Regions from separate parts of the Sus scrofa genome. Here region 1 is linked to region 2. Evidence: chromatin contacts called from public HiChIP or PLAC-seq data. All regions are on one chromosome and are shown on one strand. Each heading gives the region's core, a stretch centred on a gene start, on an enhancer-like site or on the middle of the called end of the contact. The rest is flanking DNA. Distances are from core to core; before and after follow the strand shown. Region 1 holds the start of SLC25A24 (solute carrier family 25 member 24). Region 2 holds the start of PRPF38B (pre-mRNA-splicing factor 38B).

Evidence for each region. HiChIP or PLAC-seq counts read pairs in DNA pulled down with a chosen protein or histone mark.
Region 1: an H3K27ac HiChIP or PLAC-seq map of alveolar macrophages shows a contact between it and region 2. The contact joins the promoter of SLC25A24 here to the promoter of PRPF38B in region 2. A contact is called at or near these places in 2 of 2 datasets of contacts at active chromatin or transcription factors (alveolar macrophages and skeletal muscle).

The regions. Positions count from the first base shown.
Region 1 is chr4:111,578,153-111,584,330 of Sscrofa11.1, forward strand. SLC25A24 (solute carrier family 25 member 24) reads left to right here and starts at 2,034. Exons shown (of 10, transcript NM_001199363.1): 1 at 2,034-2,216. The coding sequence starts at 2,034.
Region 2 is chr4:111,344,096-111,350,376 of Sscrofa11.1, forward strand. PRPF38B (pre-mRNA-splicing factor 38B) reads right to left here and starts at 3,410. Exons shown (of 6, transcript XM_001927806.4): 1 at 2,829-3,410; 2 at 80-148. The coding sequence starts at 3,113. LOC102160506 (a long non-coding RNA gene) reads left to right here and starts at 3,481. Exons shown (of 3, transcript XR_002343537.1): 1 at 3,481-3,608; 2 at 3,919-4,777; 3 at 5,812-6,281.

The DNA of each region.
Region 1 (6,178 bases), core at 784-3,283, 230 kb after region 2:
GCGAAATTATCAAACTACTGTAACGTTTCTATATGCTTCCTCTTAAACCCCGACTTACTTTGTTATGAACAGGTAACAGCTTGCAGTCTCGCCCTAGTATGCAAATTATACTTTGAGTGGTATTATTTTATATTAGAAGAGCTTCTCAACCCTTAGCATATAAAAGACCACTTGGTGCTCTTGTGTAAGTGTGGTTTTTATTTAGTGGGCCTGGGGTGGGCCTGAGAGTTTGTATTCCTAACAAACTCCAGAAGTAGCCAACAAAAGAGGATAATTTTTAACAAAACTAGAAATCGGAAGTAAAATAAGCAAATAAATTGATTTCAAGATCATTTTTACTAAGTAGGCAGTCCTCATTTTACGACCTCTGGATTTGTATATGTCACAAATATATAAAATAGTATGAAGAGAGGTAAATTCAAGGTCTGGGGGGCCTGGATTTTTTTTTGGAACTAGTCTTTGTTTAGTAACTCAGATGTGGGGAGATCTTTATTTACAGGTGGAGTTGTACCTCCTGCAGATAATAGGATACAGTGATCGTTTCTATGGGCAGCTCTGGATGGACAGAGAATGATCACAATTAATATCTCATCTGATTGATGTTGGAGAGTGTTAAAATCTTTCACATACAGTATACAACCTTGCTATTATGAGGCAGATACTCATACTCATTTTACTGATGAGAGGCTACCCAGGGAAGTTATGCCTCATCTCCAAGTTTACACAGCTGAAGGCTCTGAAGTCCAGGGTTCCTTTGCTTAGTGCATGTTATGCAGTAAGAAGTTCTGTCTTACCCGGGCAATAAACCACACTTTTGTAACTGTGTCTATCCTGAGAAGGAGTAGGCCTGAGGTTTTTCTGATAAGTGCTGATGAGCAGATATGCCCTGAGATTTATCAGGGGCAGATCACACTAACTAAGCTGTAGAGCAAAGTACGGCTGCCCACTTGGATGGATGTTGATTTTTTCTCCAAGAGACCCTTGAGTCCCCCTCCCCCACTCCTCCCCACCCCTCCCCCAGTTTTATTAACAGAAACACTGTATTAATTTTAGGTGTTCCTTTTTTTTTTTTTTTAAATTGCTTTCAGATTTAACTCCTTTCCTTCTTAAAGCTTAATTCCCATCCCAGGTATGCAACCACCCAACCAACCCTCTCTGTCGTGTGTGTGTGTGTGTGTGTGTGTGTGTGTGTGTGTGAGAGATACTTATTTTTTTTAGAGGATAATTGATTTGCAGTGTTGTGTCAATTTCTGTTGTACAGCGTAGTGACCCAGTCATACATTCTTTTTCTCATACCATCTTCCAGCATATTCCACCCCAAGACCCGACATAGTTCCCTGCCCGTGCTGTACCACAGGACCCCATTGCTTATCCATTCCGAATGTCAGAGCTTGCATCTACCAACCCCAAACTCCCATCCATCCCACTTCTTTCCCCCTCCCTCATTTTTGTGACTAGAAAGCAGACCTAGAGATGTGTGGGGTCTGTGGAGTTAAGTTACACGAAAACGCAAGGGAGCTGTGTGAGACAGAGCCGGACAAGGCCCCAAATTCCGTGCAAAAAGAACTATTTCTGGGCAGTTCGCCAGGGCTCCCAGCCCGAAAGGAGCGGGGCTTGAAATGCAGAAACCTGAGCTTCAAAGCGTCCCCCTCCCCAACCTTCCTTTGCAGATGCGGAAACCCACAGGCAGGCATCGCCGCCCTGACGGCTCCTCCACTCGGGAGACCGAGCAGAACTCACTCCTCAGGTCCCCCGGCCCCTCCCGGCCCCACCCCGCAGCCCTTTCACTTCCTGCCCGCGCGGGGCAGCGCCAGGCCCGTCCCCCGACCTCTCCCGGAGGCCGGCTTGGGGCGAGCTCCTCCCCGAGCAGCGGCGGGAGCGGCCACTCCCTGTGCGCGGAGCCGGGTGGGGCCTCGACTCCTCAGCCTGCAGCGCCTGCGGCGCCGCGAGTCCCTGGCCTTCAGGCCTCGCGCGCGGGCAGCCCTCGGCTCCCCGGACCTCCCTCGGCTGGGCCGGCCCGTGCCTCCGGGACCATGCTGCGCTGGCTGCGGGGCTTCGTGCTGCCCGCGGCGGCCTGCCAGGACGCCGAGCCGCCGACGCGCTACGAGACCCTCTTCCAGAAGCTGGACCGCAACGGGGACGGCGTGGTGGACATCCGCGAGCTGCAGGAGGGGCTCAAGAGCCTGGGCATCCCCCTGGGCCAGGACGCCGAGGAGGTGGGTCGCTGCCCGGCGGGCGCCGCGCGGGGGCCGGGAGGGCGGCGGCCCGCGGCTCTGCAGGAAGAAGCTGGAACTGTGGCTTCCAGCCCGCGCGACGCGGTTCAGAGGCTCGGGAGCGGGACCGCGGCCGGGTACCCGGAACGGATGCGAGGCAGGATCTGAAAGGCTACCGGTGTTTTTCCAAAAAAAAAAAAAAAAAAGGTGCAGTAGACACAGTCGCTTACAGTTTGAAATCCCATACTGAATACTTTTGTCTGAACGCATCCCCAGGCCTTTTTACGCCTTTGCAAAAAATTTAACCCTCCCCATCCCCAGCCTTTGCAAATATTTAATCAAGTTTCTTAGCTCTCGCTCTTTAGTGGGTCCCACGTTCTGTGAAAAGGCTCACACTCTGTAGCTCTTCGAAATTGCTTTACTGCTCCAGATAGTTTTGTGTTCTGTTTCAGAACTGTTTGAAAAGCAAAGGTGTGTTTCTCCCAACTTCCTGTTGAAGAGATGTAGCATTGCCTTGTTGAAGACACTCTTAATGCCCAAACTGCGTAAAGCTGAAGGGTTGGCCGATCGATGAGCAATTTCAGCTCCTCTGAGTCATTTTAATTGTGTCTCTGAGGTCCAGCCCCTATCGGGGGTGGAGATCCTTGGAACCTCTCCAACCCACTGAAACATAAGAGGACACTCCAGCCTTCTCTGTCCCAAGAGGGAAAGTGATTAAGCTGCAAGAGCCAACAACTGTTTTATGGTAGTTATATTTTAAGCTACTCACTTCAGTGGTTACAGGGCTCTTACTATTTCTTCGTGAGTCACATTTAGTAAGTTACAACTTTTAGGAAACAGCCCATTTTGTCCAAGGCTCATAATACTCATTTCTCATTTTGAGTTCTCACTGTACCTGTAGTTATGGTCTCTGTTTTATTCCTGTTATCTCTCGACGCCTTCAATCTTGCAAATCTTTTTTTTTGTCAATCACTTTCCCCCCTTCAGTCTTTGTCTACTTTATTCATACATTGAAAGTACCAACTCTCAGTACTTTTTGCTGATTGTTTCTCATTATTATTATTTTTTAAATGGGAGATGCAACATTTATTTCAGGTTCTCTCTCTTTTTCTTTTTTGCCACACCCATAGCATGTGGAAATTCCCAGGCCAAGGATGGAACCTGTGCCACAGCAGAGAAAATGCTGGAGCCTTAGCCCCTTAGGCCATCAGAGAAACTCCCCGTTTCTGTTTTTTAAAATTTCTTTCATTAACTTCTGTTTATTTCCTTCTACTTTCTCTGTGTTTACTCATTTGCCTGTTTTTTCATTTCTTGAGTTGAACACTTGATCCATTAATTTTGAGCTACAGTAGCCTTTTAATCACTTCTTTAGCTACATCCCATATGTTTGTGTTTTTGTTGTAATACTTTGCTCCAAGGATTTTCTAATTTTCAATATGATTTACTCTTTGACCCAGGAATTACTTAAATATGTGCTTTAAATTTGCAAATATTTGTTTCTTTGATTAGTTTTTTTTTTGAAAATGAGAATAGAAAAACCTCTGGCAAGATTAAGAAAAACAGAGAACTCAAAATTGTAAATAAAAAATGTTTTTAGTTTTCCAAAAGTTTGATAAGAACAAATATAAAATTAGTTTTATATAACCGTGTGTATGCAAAAATGTAGAACAGAATAGCATATATTTATCACTGTATGTGTGCATTTATACATAGACATAAAACGTATTTTATATATGAATACACATACATGTCACTCTATGCTCCTAGCAGATATTATTAACTATTCCAAACACTCTTTTTTGACTGATTCATTCTTCAATAAAAAGTTAATATGGTTACTTCTGGATGGTAGGATTAAGTTAACTTTTTACTTTTTTCTTGACAATTTTTATTTCATTTCAGTTTTTTTTTTTTAGTTGATCACATTATTATTTTTATGATTCGGAAAAATAGGGCTTATTTATTTATTTTTTAATAAATATCACCTCCTCTGGAGTGAGCTCTTCTGGTCTGCCCTCTGTAGACGAGTTGATCACACTCTACTCTGTATAAGAACCTTGTCTCACATATCACGACGGCCAGAATTTTCAGAAGGTATTATTTTTATCTATTGGCTGTGCCTGCCACTAAGACCAAACGTCTTAGGATGAGGATCATGTCTCCAAGTACAGTGACATAAAAAAGATTGAAGACATTGATTGGAAATGCCCTAAACGAGGCAGTGGCTCATTTGAAATAATCAAAGAAAAAAGGGGAAAAAATTGAAAGCGGTTGTTAGTCCTTTTATATCTAGCACGTGTAGGACAAGAAAACCAAAAATTATCGTGTTGCAAGATGGTCTTTTTTTAGAGCAGTTTTTGATTTACAGCCAAATCGGGAGGAAGGTACAGAGATTTGCCCATATCCCCGCCCAGACACATCACATACATAGCCTTCCTTGTTGGGAACATCATTCACCGGAATGGTACTTTTTTGTTTGAACCAAGGATGAACATATATTGACCTTAGGGTTCACTGTTGACCTTAGGGTTGTATTTTCTGTGGGTTCAGATAGATGTATGACATGCATCTATAATTTTTTTTTGGCTGTACCCACAGCATATGGAAGTTCCTGGGCCAGGGATCAAATCCAAGCTGCTGCTGTGACCTATACCATGTAGCAATGTTAGATCCTTACCCCACTGCATTGGGCTGGGGGTCGAACCCTTGTCTCCCCAGTGACCTGAGCCATTGCCAGGTCCTTAACCTGCTGTACCATAGTGGGAACTCTGACATGTATCTATATTCTTAATATCAGACAGAGTATTTTTACTGCCCTAAGACTCCTCTGTGCTCTATCTATTCACTCCCACTCTCCAGTCACTTTTTATGTTTCCATAGTTTTGCCAAATAAACATCTATTTACATGCTTAATGAACTTGTAAGGAAATAAGAAAAAATCTAGTCAAACCGCTTGAGTTTAAATCATGTTTCTGCCTCTTAAAATTTTGGGCAGTTTTAAGAATCTCTCTAGCTTCAGTTTCCTCATCTGTAGCAGAGGTAATATTGGTACTTATAGGGTTATTGTGAGGAATAAATGAGTTAAAATATGTGAAGTTCTTAGAATAATGCCTTGTGCCTAATGAACAATCAGTGAACTACTAGCCTTGAAATTATCTAATACTGTTACTGCAGTCAATTCTGAAAGAGAAGTGTTAAAATCTCCTTTATGATTGTAGATTTACTAACGTTTCTTTATAGTTCTGTCAATTTTTCCCTTTTGTGTTTTAAAAAAAAGGCTATGTAGTAGACTGTACTATTGGTGTGTTCAAATTTAGCAAATTTATCTTCCTAGTGAACTGTTCCTTTTGTCTTTTTCTTGCCTATCCTTATAGCCTGGCCCCCCCCCCCCCAATATTTTCTGAATGCCTGAGTCATTGCACTAGCCGTGGTGTTCCCTCAAACAGGTCATTTTCCCAAGTCACCCTGGGAAATCTTCAGCATCTAGGCTCCTGCTTTGGAAAGGCACCATCCTTACCCCATGTTCTACTCAGGGCTCTTTGCCTGCTGGGTGGTGAGTGAGCCAGTTCCCAAAGCCTATTTTCCTGCCTCCTACCTCGGACCACTCCTGGTGCTAACTGTGTCATTTTTGGTCCTCCTAGGAACAGAAATCCAGATGGGGAGTTCCCACTGTGGTGTAATGGGTTAATGATCTGGCTTGTCTCTGTGGCATTGCTGGTTGGTTTGATCCCAGCCCGGTGCAGTGCGTTAAGGGTTGACAGCTGTGGTGTAGGTTGCAGATGAGGCTCAGATTTGATCCCTGGCCCCGGGAACTTCCATATGCCAGGGGTGCAGCTGAAAAAGGAAAAAAAAAATAAAAAGAAAAATCCATATGATATTGGGTGTGCAAAAGAAGGATGAGGGAGAGGAAAAGGAGTGAGCTGAGGGAGTCTTCAGACCATGATGCACATCTAACCCCTGTTAGA
Region 2 (6,281 bases), core at 2,160-4,659:
TTGACAGACTTTTAGTTTTCTAAACAGACTTTAATTATTAGACACAGAAAAACTGAAAAATGCACGTACTTCTACTTACCCCTCCGCACATCCCTGTTTGGCCAGCTGTTTTCCTGCTTCCTTTCTCCCATGGCTCAACATGCGTGACCTGAAAATAGAAAAGAGGAACACAACAAACATTCATGCTTCGAATTTTTTTTTAAAGTACTGATTCAAGTAAACTCCAATTCATAATAGAGCAGCTCTTCCAAAAGTTTGGAAGCTGGATATTTTGACATGATGTATATATTCTGTTTACACACATTAAGGTATGTAAACCATCTTTGAAAACTGCTTAGATATTTAAATCCCATTACAGTAACTTTGTAGAGAGCTGATACATGTGGAGATGGGGAAATTTCTAATCTCATACACTTGTCAATAAAAATTCTCACTTAAAAATGGATTTAAAGCTCCAATTTAAAGCAAAAAAAGTATTAACAAAGTTCTATTTCAAAAAAATCTTTAAAATACCCTTAATATCTCAGTTTTACGGTGTCTTAAAATTCCACACTATAAAACAAGGAAAAATGACTTTAAGAAAGTATGCTAAAACAGTAACAGAAGTTACTTCTGTTGTAAAATTATGCAACTATATTCATATATATTTTTTAACCATGATCAGGCATATGTTCATTCCTGACTGAAGACGAAATTACAAAGGCCACACCCACACAGATCATTCTTGTTAATGTATGATTTATCTTCAGCCTAACTGTGAACCAATTCAATTTTTCCCCCAGAATAGAAACTGTGTCAAAAACTAAGTGTGGTTTGTCATGTTAATATACTCAAAGATACAGATCTATGCTAAGATGGGGCACCCTATAAAAACCACATTACTTCCCCTAAAAATAGCAGAGAATGTTTGCTCTACAACAGATATAACTCAAAAGAAGGTCTTTTAGAAAGATCTTAAACTTGAAACAAAAAGTAAAATCCTGTTCATTCACTTCATATTTCTAAAACCTTACTTCCACCCACCCATGGTTACATGTCATAGTCTTTTTCAATGGCTTTAGACGGAAAAGCATGCATTTAAATGTAAGCACTACACTATTTTGCTCAGTAGACTGCTGCATTGCTTCACTGTTTCATTTCCTTCCCCCAGCTAGCTGTATAAATGATGTTTCAATTCCTTAAAGCCTAACCAAAGGGGCCATACAAAATCGACTTACAAAACTGCAAGCCTATATATTTCAATGATTATTTTATTTGGATATCTAGATAACAAAACCTGATAACTAAGTTTAAGTAATTTGTAGTAGTTGTTTCAAAACACAGTACATGAAATTTGAAAACAAGCTTTTCCCTATGGCATTAACATCTGCCTGCGAAACAGAACCTGCCACAAAAAGAGAAGGAAACTAATTTTCAACTGATTGAAGTTTGCCACATAACTAAATCTAAGGGTTAGATATTCGCCACACTGTATCCCTGCTGAAAAGCATCTTACCTTAAAAACAAACAAAAACAAGTTCATAGTATTACAATTACTTACAATAATCTTTTAAGAGGATACCAAAATTTCAGTGTACTTTATATACCCAAAGTTGAACTGTATTCTCAAAACAATAATCAAAAGTAACAAATATTACAAAATCCTTCAAAAAAACCCCACTTAATTGGGGAAAAGGTGGACAAAACATAACTTAAAAGCAAATAAAGAAAATTTCCTTCTCTTAACACCTCTACAGAAGTGTTCAGGTCACAGAAAATACTTTGTGATCTGTCAAATGTTTTAAGAATCAATACAGACAAAACGGATTGTATCATATTAGATGTTCTAGCTAATAGCTAATGATCATTGATTAATATTCTTTAAAATATAAATTAACCTTAGGAGGCCTGGAAGGTATTTTTAAAACTACATAATTTGCAGGTAAGTGGAGAACGCCTATCAAATTGGTGAGGAAAAGACCAAAACTAATGGCCAAAAAAAAAAAATCTAATTAGCCGTTCATTTAACCAGGGAAATGCATTTATGGCGATTGAGCATGATTAATAATGCATACCTCTACCTGCGACCCTGGGCTGCTCCGAGCCTCGCTGCAAGACTGAGTCAATCCTGCTAACGAAACAAGAACTGAGACAAGAGTGCAGTGAGGAGGCGCCAGGTGAGCTCCCCAGCACAGCCAAGCCAGCACCGACCCTGCCGCAGAAGCCCAGGGCCCAGATAATTCTAAATAAGCCCAATGCACAGGTGACTGAGACCACTTACTCCTGACTTCCTGCTGCGAAAATTTCCAGGCCTTCGGTACATCTCTTCCACTTGCACCTCTCCACCCTCAACCCTCCCACCCCACCCGACGCACACTGACCACTTCCCTGTCTTAATCGGACAGTGAACACCGACTACACGAGGCCAACATTGAAGTCAATACACGCCCTGGCCCGGGGTGAGCAGGAGAAGCGCCAACAAGTTGGCGCTGAGTAGATCCACGTGAAAAGAAAGAAATTTAAAGCTGTAAACTGGAGAGGCTTCAGTCTCGTTTCTCCTCTCCCCCACCTCTCCCGTCCAACTCCCCCCAGGGACGGGCAGGAGGTGGGGGGAGGCGAGCGAGATCAATGGCGGCGGGCTCTCCGGGCCCTAAAAATCTGAAAAGGAAATGAGAGGGCGGCCCCAGTTTGACCCCTCCCTGGCGGACTACTGACCACCACAACCCCTCCGCCCGCCGCCCCCCACCCACCACCAAATCCTCAGTCCTCCGGGGCCGCCTCCGCCCGTTTCCTCTATACCCCCTCCTCCGAACTTAACCCCCACCCCCCCAGGTCTAGACGTTTCGTACCTTAAAGTAGATCTCGTCCACCACCTCGTGGTAGGTTTTGAGCTCGTAGAGCTGCACTTTGAAGTAAGGCGACGACAGGATATTGGTCAAGATCATGGGGTTGAGGTTCATAGTCTTTTCGTTGCCCCACAGCGGCAGCACATTGCCCTGCTTGCCCGAGACTGCCGGCTTGGTGGCGCCACCGCCGCCGCCGCCGCCGCACTGCTGCTGCTGCTGAGCCGCGGCCGCGGCTGCCTGGTGCTGCGGCTGCGAGTTGCCTGTCAGCGCGGGGCTGTTGTTAGCCATGTTGCGGCGGAAGGAAGGAGGGAGGGAGAAGGGAGGGGGAGGGGGCCAAGCTCGATCTCGCTCTTCGGGACAACGGTCCGGGACCCTACTCCATGGAACGCCGTCGGAAGAGGGGGCCGCGTAGCTGTGCCCCAGCCAGCTGAAGGAGGGCAACTAGGACGCCGACAAATGGACCCCGAGTGGAGAGCAGACGCCAAGACGCGGGCCGCGAGAACTCCAAGCAGAAAGCGAGCCGGCGGCCCGAGAGCGCGATCTCTTCCGCCAACTGCCCCTGGGAACAAGATGGCGGCCCCGGCGGATGTGACGCCACACGCCCCAGAGTTCCAAGCTTAGCCGGCGGCCAATCAGAGTTGCCCAGGTGGGCCGGAGAGTCTTCTTCCTTGTTCCGCGCGTTCGGAGCGCGCTGCGGTGGCGTTGGTGCCCTCTGCTCCCCGACTCTTAGGCGATTTACACTGGAAATTGGGGGTCAGGGGAGGAAGATTGTAGGTCTAATTGGTATGTTTTAATATTTGGACTGCGGGCCCCGGTTTCATCTTTCGAAAGCTGAGCGGTCAGGCGTTCTCAAGGCTGTATACTTGCAAATCCATGACTGACTACTGCGGAGTAACCGAACCTCCTGAATTCAGTTTTAAGATTCTTTGGAAGGGATGATAGTACCGCACTCCTTCGTGTGATTCCAGTGCAGTCTTTCTGCCCTCTGTCCGGCTAGAGATCTTATTATTTGAGCCTAAATTTATTCAACCGTAAGGTCAAGATAAACATCTTGCTGGGCTAAATTTTTTTTTTTTTTTTTTTTTTTTTTTAGCATTTAAGAGCTACTGTATCTGTAGTGCCATTCGTTACCTGATTGCTTTCTTCCTACTGGAGTTCTTCCATTCTGCGGTGCATTCCGAGTGATAGCCTTGGGCGAGGCATTGAAGGGAGGTAGAGGGAAGAAGGTGGTGGGTGCGCGAATGAGTCAGAACCCGTGTCATCTTTCAAAAGCTACTGTTCACCTAGAGAAGAAGCATGGTGAATTTGGGAGTCAAGAGAAGACAACAAAAGCTACTGAAGTTTCTGCAGGTTCATGGACTTGGCAGTTTTACCGACAGAGAACAGCCTGAGTATATATAGAAGCAGGGAAGATCAAGTCTGTTAGAGGGTAAATCTAGTTGACAGGAGCCAGGAGATATGCTTATGGAGGAGTAATGACTAGATAGGAATTGGGCTATTTAAGTGCCTGGAATGCCAAGATGAAACATAAGGAATTTGATGACATTTAAGCCTAAGGGTTACATAATTTCGTCTATGACCCCAAAGTTACCTTAAGATGCTAATGTTTGGAATATTCTCTGGCTCCAATTCGTTCTTCACAGGGCGTTGCTAGAGTCATCCTTCCAAAAGTGCAGCACTCCCTGCTCAAAACCTGTGATGACTCATGTGGTGATACCCTAATTGCCAAAATCCAGTGACCTTTTTCATTCTCCATGCTATTTGATTTCTCATTGTGGCACTTTTTATCATTTACGCTTTCCTAGAAACTGTTGAAGTAGGAAGTTTGAAGGCAAGATTAATTTCAGTGGCTTAAACACAGAGGGGAAAGGGATGAGACAGAAATCTTGGGGAACATCTACAGCTGGATGAAGTTGAACCAGCAGGAGAGAGGACAAGCAGAGAAGTAGAAGGTAAATGGAGACATAGTGTAAGGAAAGATAAATGAGAAGTAAATGAATGATTGGAGTGATTAATATTTAGAATGGACAATATATAAGTGATCATTCTGTTTAGTTCCTTTATTTTATGTTGGAGGGCTAAAGCTTTTGGAAGTGGTTTAAACTTAGTAGATTTTTTTTTTTTTTAGGGCCGGCTGCACCTGTGGCATACAGAAGTTCTCAGGCTAGGGGTGGAATCAGAGCTGCAGCTGCTGGCCTACCACACAGCAATGCCAGATCCCAGCCATCTGCATGCTATATGGCATCTCAAGGAAATGCCCAATCCTTAAACCATGGAGTAAGGCCCGGGGTCGAACCCATGTCCTTATGGATACTTGTCAGGTTCGTTAACTGAACCATAATGGGAACTCCAGATCTTGTTTTTCCGTACATTAGTTTATACAAACTTACTTCCCAAGGGAAATAGATGATCCCACTCTCTAAAGACTCACCAAGTTTAAAATAAAATGAAAAAAAACTTGAACTCATTTTTTCCTTTATGTGTTTTTTGCCTTGATGAAAAGTTTATTGAGTTTACCCAGTAACACTAATTGCCAAATCCTAATTGCCTAAATCTTTTAAAATTCATTTATCCCTAGACTCTGAGTAAAGAGCTTAGTAGAGAGGTTGAAGTTTGATAATAAAAGTTTCAGTGGCATCAAATGAAGTATCAAACCAGGTATTGGGATAAAGTGCTTGGCATATTCGGTGAATCCCTAAAGCAATCTGAATATATAAGTATTATCCCCATTTAAAAAGTTATATTTAGGAGTTCCCTGGTGGCTCGGCAGGTTGAGGATCTGGTGTTGTCACTGCTCTGGCGAGTTTAATACCTGGCCCAGGAACGTCCATATGCTGCAGGTGTAGCTTAAGTTATATTTAACCTGGGTATACTACACTGTACATAGGATAAAACTGAGAAGTTTGGTTTGTTTTAGTCTTTTGGGGCTGTAGCAAAATACCACAGACTGGGTAGCTGATTAACAAAAGAAATTTATTTTTCACAGTTCTAGTGTTCTGTAGAGTCCAAGACCAAGGGACAGTCCTCTTCCTGCTTCATGGATGGCCCCACGTTGCTGAGTAATCACAACTTTAGAAGGATGAGGAAGCTCTGTGAGGTCTCTTTTGTGAAAGCACCAACCCCATTCATGAGAGCTCTACCCTCATGACTTAAGTACCTCCCAAAGGCCTTACCTCCTAATACCATCACCTTTGGGGATAGAATTTTGAGGGAGACTTCTAGACCTCAGTACTGATTAAACTGTCACCACAAGCAAGATAACAGTCATACGTCACCCCAGTTCTCCTGTCTCCTTTTGCAATCCAGTCTCTCTCCACCTCCATCCCCAGCAACCACTTTCTGTCAATATAGACTAGTTTGCATTTTCTTGAATTACAATAAATAAATGCAATCATATGCAGGTTCCCTTTTCACCTGGCTTCTTTGACTCAGAATAATACTGATACTCAGTCTTGT